2 separate regions of the Mus musculus genome follow, and region 1 is linked to region 2. A link is a contact called in public Hi-C data. All regions are on one chromosome and are shown on one strand. Each heading gives the region's core, a stretch centred on a gene start, on an enhancer-like site or on the middle of the called end of the contact. The rest is flanking DNA. Distances are from core to core; before and after follow the strand shown.

The links. Hi-C and Micro-C count contacts between places; a contact is called where the count stands out from the background.
Region 1: a Hi-C map of Sertoli cells shows a contact between it and region 2, with 2.2 times the contacts expected there. The contact joins the promoter of A630072L19Rik here to the enhancer-like site in region 2. A contact is called at or near these places in 3 of 484 Hi-C or Micro-C datasets (Sertoli cells, Th1 cells and cardiomyocytes), 1 of 115 datasets of contacts at active chromatin or transcription factors (memory CD8 T cells) and 1 of 9 other capture datasets (liver).

What each region holds. Positions count from the first base shown.
Region 1 is chr12:100,936,577-100,939,395 of GRCm38.p6, forward strand. A630072L19Rik (a long non-coding RNA gene) reads left to right here and starts at 1,528. Exons shown (of 5, transcript XR_003950128.1): 1 at 1,528-2,075; 2 at 2,175-2,819. Ccdc88c (coiled-coil domain containing 88C) reads right to left here. Exons shown (of 30, transcript NM_026681.5): 19 at 2,421-2,582; 20 at 1,254-1,531.
Region 2 is chr12:100,638,436-100,641,135 of GRCm38.p6, forward strand. The region is part of intron 3 of Rps6ka5 (ribosomal protein S6 kinase, polypeptide 5); the gene reads right to left. Among named protein-coding and RNA genes, the nearest start is that of Rps6ka5, 85 kb to the right of the region's middle. Within about 2 kb of position 1,401, at least 117 of the 459 cell types and tissues checked have an H3K27ac peak or open chromatin away from gene starts, as enhancers often do. A contact at or near this core is called in Sertoli cells, Th1 cells and memory CD8 T cells, where this site is marked.

The sequences.
Region 1 (2,819 bases), core at 278-2,777, 300 kb after region 2:
AGAACCGTCGGGCTTCCACCTAAGTTAGTGATTGTGGGGGAATCATGGAGGTTGACAAATAAAGGCCACAGACTGACCAGCAGGGCTGCCTGCCTAATCCCTGCTCCCCGTGTGGCACTTCAGCAGGGCACACTCAGCCCACAGGCTTTTGGGGTCTGGCTTACTACCACTGAGCCTTTGACAAGACAGTAAGTTTATGGCAGGAGTCCAGTTAGGTAGCAGATGAGAACTCAGACTTTACTCAGTGCTGTGTGACAGACACTCACAGCCCAGTGCACAGACGGAAGGAGCCTCCAGCTATGTCCAGCCAAGGACACTAAGTAGCTGACAAGACAGGACTTTGGACCCTCAGTATGTGCGCTCAGGGATCTAGAACCCTCGGTGCATGGGCAGGAGCTCAGCCAACAGTGGGTGAATCAACGACACAGGAGCTCAGCCAACAGTGAGTGAATCAAGGACACACATCCCAGGACCTGGGATGCTATGGTGAAAAGTTAGCACATAGTATTTTTCAACATATGCAAAGTATACCTTTAAAAAAAAAAGAAAGAAAAGCACCTGGTGTGGATTAAAGGATGAAGGTAGTGTGGGCATCTGGGGGGGGCAGCTGAGGGCTCAGCTCCCTCCCTCCCTCTCTCGACCTTCCAACTGTGCTGAGATCAGAGGTGTGGGGTTACTCTGTGTTTTGTTGTACACGTTAAATACTTAACATAATGGGAGGATTTGGGTTGGTCCCCCCGCCCCGCCCCCTCCTTTAAGCAAGCATTCTAGCCTCAGACTTGGAAAAGGGATTCTGAAGTGTGGATAAACACAACCCTGCACAATGGTAGCCAGAATTTTCCCAAGGGTGTAGGTCAGACGGAGGAGGAAGGAGAAAGCATTCTTAGAGAATAGGTCTCCAAGTGTCTACACTGGGCCACCCAGAACCAGCGTGGGCCATGGCACTCCTTGGCCCCAGTGTCCCCTGCCACAATCCCCAGCTGGACAAACAAAAAGGAAGCAGAAGTTGCTAAAGGCTCTATTTCCTTCCCTTGAGAAAGCTCAGGTGCAAGCAACAATGCAGAGCAGCCTGCCAAGAGGAAATGTGGGGGAGAGACGAGATGCACTTGGCCCTTAGGAAAGTACCACAAGCTCTGTGACAGCCTAAGGGGCTCAACACAGCAGCTGCCTCCACCACAGGCCGTCTCCCCACACCAGCCTGCCTGTCCCCAGCCTCGGCCTCCCTTGCCTCCAGGCCCCCCCCCACCTCTCACCTCTCCCCCAGCTCCTTGTGCTCCAGCTCCAGGTTCCTGTGCAGCGTCTTCAGGCAGCTGTGCTGGCGGATGAGGGCCTCATACTCTGAGGACTGGCACTCGTACAGGGTGCCCAGGTGCTTGTGGTCCTGCAGCAGGGCTTCATAGACGGCTGCCAGCTGCTCCTGCTGCTGCTGCAGACCCTCGTGCTCGGCCTCCTTGGCAGCCTGCTGGCTCTGCAACACCGTGTACTGTGCACTGAGCGCTGCGTTCTGGGAACTCAGTGTGGAATTCTCCACCTGGAGGGAGAGCAGAGAGCCCTGCGAGTGATCAGGCCGAGGATGACCAGCAACAGCCAGCCTCAGAGGGACCTCAAGGCAGGCCAGCCGGGGACAGTGCTACCGGAACTTGAGGACTTGGCTTAGGAAGTGGGGCCAACATGGCAAAACGCTGGCTGCGAGAAGGATATCATCCTGAGCCAACTCCAGAAATCATGTCCTCCGTCTACGTGAGCCCCTTGCATGTCATTACTGATTATTTTTAAAGCCTATTTTCTTGAGTACCAGATAATACTGTCAACCAATTGATTTTTACATATTTATTTTTGTGCTGTTGGGGCCTGAACCAAGGACCTTGTGTACATGCTAAGCACTTTTATTAACGGGCCACATCTGACCACCTGAGTTTTTAAAGTATTCTAACACAACCCCAAGACATTAAAAACTGAACAGGGGCCAGAACTGCTCTTATATTAAAACCAGACAAAGACTTTTTCCAAAACAAAGTAACAAACCAACATCCTATTTTCTTATTTTAACAAAACAAACCCAACTTCTCTGCCAAGTAAGTTTCCTGTTTATTGTCTCTGCCCCATATGTAACTTTCCAACTTTTCCCAGAAATTACATTAATGAATAATTTTTCATTTCCCCATCACCTATAGACCACAGGATAAGCAGACTGAGGGGCTGGCCCTGCTGGCTGCTTCCAGCAGAGGGAAGCCAGGTCACAGCCTCATTTGCCCTCTATCAGCATAATACAGGTATACTGCACAGAAACTGTTCCACCAAGCTTAAAAAGAGACTGTATACATCTACGGTATACAGTAAGCCTCTTAGCAACCAGCCTGTCTCCAGGTCCCCCTGCCTGGCCTTGCAGCTCCCACGAGGCACCATTAGCGTCCTGCTACCTGCAGCTTCGCAGTCTGGGTCTGCAGCGTGGTGGTGTGCTCTTGCAGGAAGGCGCTCTGCTTCTGTAGGGTCAGGATCTGGCTGCTGAAGGACACGTTCTGAGTCTCCAAGTGCTGTAGTTGCTCCTTCAGCAGCTGCCTCTCGGCCTGAAGAGCTGCGTTCTAGGGGAGAAGCACGCGCCAGTTACACACAGCATGGTGAGCATAGGGCCTGGGGTTTTACTGAACCTTCAAGGGCAGAGGTAGCTGGGGGTCTTCAGGTACGGGAAGTTAATAGTTTCTGTCTTGGAAAAGGACAATGAATAGAATTTACAGAGACAATATAGGGACTACTGCCTGGGCCCTGGGGCATACAGGCACGAATGCCACTTACATGAGTCCCTTTGTTTCCTTTGGTGT
Region 2 (2,700 bases), core at 151-2,650:
TGTAAGAGATTCTATGAAGGCTCCTAGAAGGTAAGTCTTTAAGATTCTTACCCAAAGATAAACTCTGAGCTACAGTGCTAATCAACCTGGCTGTTGCAATACTGGCATAATGCCATGGGGGCAACATGCTACCTTCTGGTAGATGGAGAAGCCTACCCCACAGGACAGTACTCTCGTCTAGGACTGTAAGCCCAGCCGCAAAACCAATGTATGAATGCCATAGTCCAAAGGGGAGAACTTACTATTATTATTTTGCTAAACAAATATAGTAAGAACTGCCTTTTATAGACTTATCTTTGTACTCATAGATGAGTGCAGCCTTCAGCAGAGGCCCTTTTTGTGGTGGTTAAAATACTAGGATTCATAACTGGTTAAAAGTATGGAGAATAAGTGACTATGGAGTGCTCAGCTGTTAAAGGAAGTGCATATCACATATACACAAACCCTCAATATTAAACGAACACCATAGAAGGGGCAAAAAGAATTTAAGAGCCATATTGGGGAAAGCTGATGTAAAACATCTTCTGAACAGGACATGCCTTCTATATAAACTCACTGCAGCTGAGGTTCCCTGTACAAGATCAGAATCATCAAACTTTCATCGAAGAAGGAGGAAGAGTTTATGAGGCCTCACACCTCCCGGAAGGATTACAAAGTTAACAGTGGCTGGAGGAAGGAGTGTCACTCTTTGGTGGTCTAAAGCTGCCTAGTGAGTGACTAGGCAGGCTCATGCAGAAGTCCTGCTCAGGTACATGGGTAACATGCCTAGGGAGACAAGACTGTAGGAAGGGGGCTTCCTGGGAAGAAGAAGGATTCAGTGAAGCAGCTGGGAAAGTAAAGCAATGGGGGAGAGTAACTAAAATTCAGTGTACACCTTAGAAACTGTCAACATCCACAACAAACCCTTCAAAACAAGTAAGTAACCACAGTCTACAGGCTTATTCTGAAAAACAGATAAATCAAACTTTTCCAGGGTTTATTAAACAGAACCACCACTGCAAATAAAGTCTCTTGCTGTGAATAACAAACATATAGTATTTATCCACTTGGTATATTTCAAAACTAAAAGGTCCGATTCTGCCGTATTTGTAACAACCTTTTCTCTGGAATTGCCTGTCCTGCTTGTGCAGGAGCCGTATTAGCCTCTGTACGCTTCCATTTTAATGTGTGTGCTGCTGAAGCAAGGACCCTCCTGGCGCTCTTACTCTCCCTGACGAGAAGCCCTTGTTGGAGCAAAGGGGGTAACTCTCTCTGATGAAAGGGAGCTGACATCTTTCTTTGGTAGAGCACACTCACAGGTTTCCGTTTGTACACACTACCTAATGTTGAGTACTGCTGGACTACAGAACGGCTCCAGTGCAGTTTCCACTGAGGATGCAGTGCAAGAGCCACAGGTGGAGCCCACGAGCTGCTTCGGAGCTGGCGTGCTCACAGCTTCTACAAGCCTACTTGTGGGAGGGCAAGCACAGAGCTGACAGGCAAACTACAACCTCCTGCTTTCAAGGAAAGTCTCTCTTCTGCTTTCAGTCTCCAGTCCCACTTGCTTTCCTTTCTGTTTCTAGTTTTGTATGCCCACTCTTCATATGATGACACCTTGCAGCTCGTCAAACCCGCCACAGGGAGCCTTCTCTTGTGAATCAGCTGTATTTACTTAAAAGAAGGAATGTCTGACAGCAGTTCCTGTCTGTTCTGTGACATCTGCTACTACAATGCACAATGAACCATTGTTACCATCTCATCAAGCATCAACACCTTTGCAATTTCTGAGATAAAACTAGGACTCAAACATGAACTTCAATATCTAAAACATCTAGCTCCTATTGAAAAGGATGACACATCAGGACAAAACTGTCTACAAGACTGAGGTAGCATTTGTTAAAAATGTTCTAAATACACTTGGAATTAGCTTCTTTTATGTCTGATGAATCCCACTGATTAACCTGACTGATTATTAAAGTCAAAGATCAGCCAGTGTTTTGAAAAATCACCATTTTCAGAGACTATTAGAAGAAAAAACTGTTTTGTACAGATTATTTTCCACATAGAATTTCGACTTCTGTTGAAATAATGAGCTCCAAAAACCAGAAAATAGATGAAAATGTTTTTATATTTCTTGTATCAGAACATAGGTAGAAGGAAACTTATATAAAAAAAAGTTAAGCTATTCATATTATAAAATTTGGAAAAGCTGCAAGAAATACAAAAGGGGGAAAACATCAAATATATATGATGTCATATAGTTAAGATAAGACAAAGGAACATAAGAAGCTATAGAACAACATTTTATAGAAAAATGTGACTTAACTGAACTGGAGACTTGACTCAGTCAGTAAATGGCTTGCTCTCTAAGTGTGAAGACTTGAGTTTAATCCCCAGAACCCATGAAAAGAGTCAGATATGGAGGCACACAACTGTACTCCTAGAGCTGGGGAAGTTCAAAACAAGAGAATCCATATGGACCCTATTAAATCCCCAAGCTAGCCTAACTGATGAGATCCAGGTGCAGAGAAAGACCCTTTCTGAAAGATAAGGTGAAGATAGATTGTAGACGACATCTAATGTTAACAACCTCTGACTTCCACATGTGCATGTACACACACACACACACACACACACACACACACACACACACACACACACACCTTTCAACGGGCGAGTTTAGAGCAAGGGGCAGTAAATAATAACTCAGAGGGCAAATCT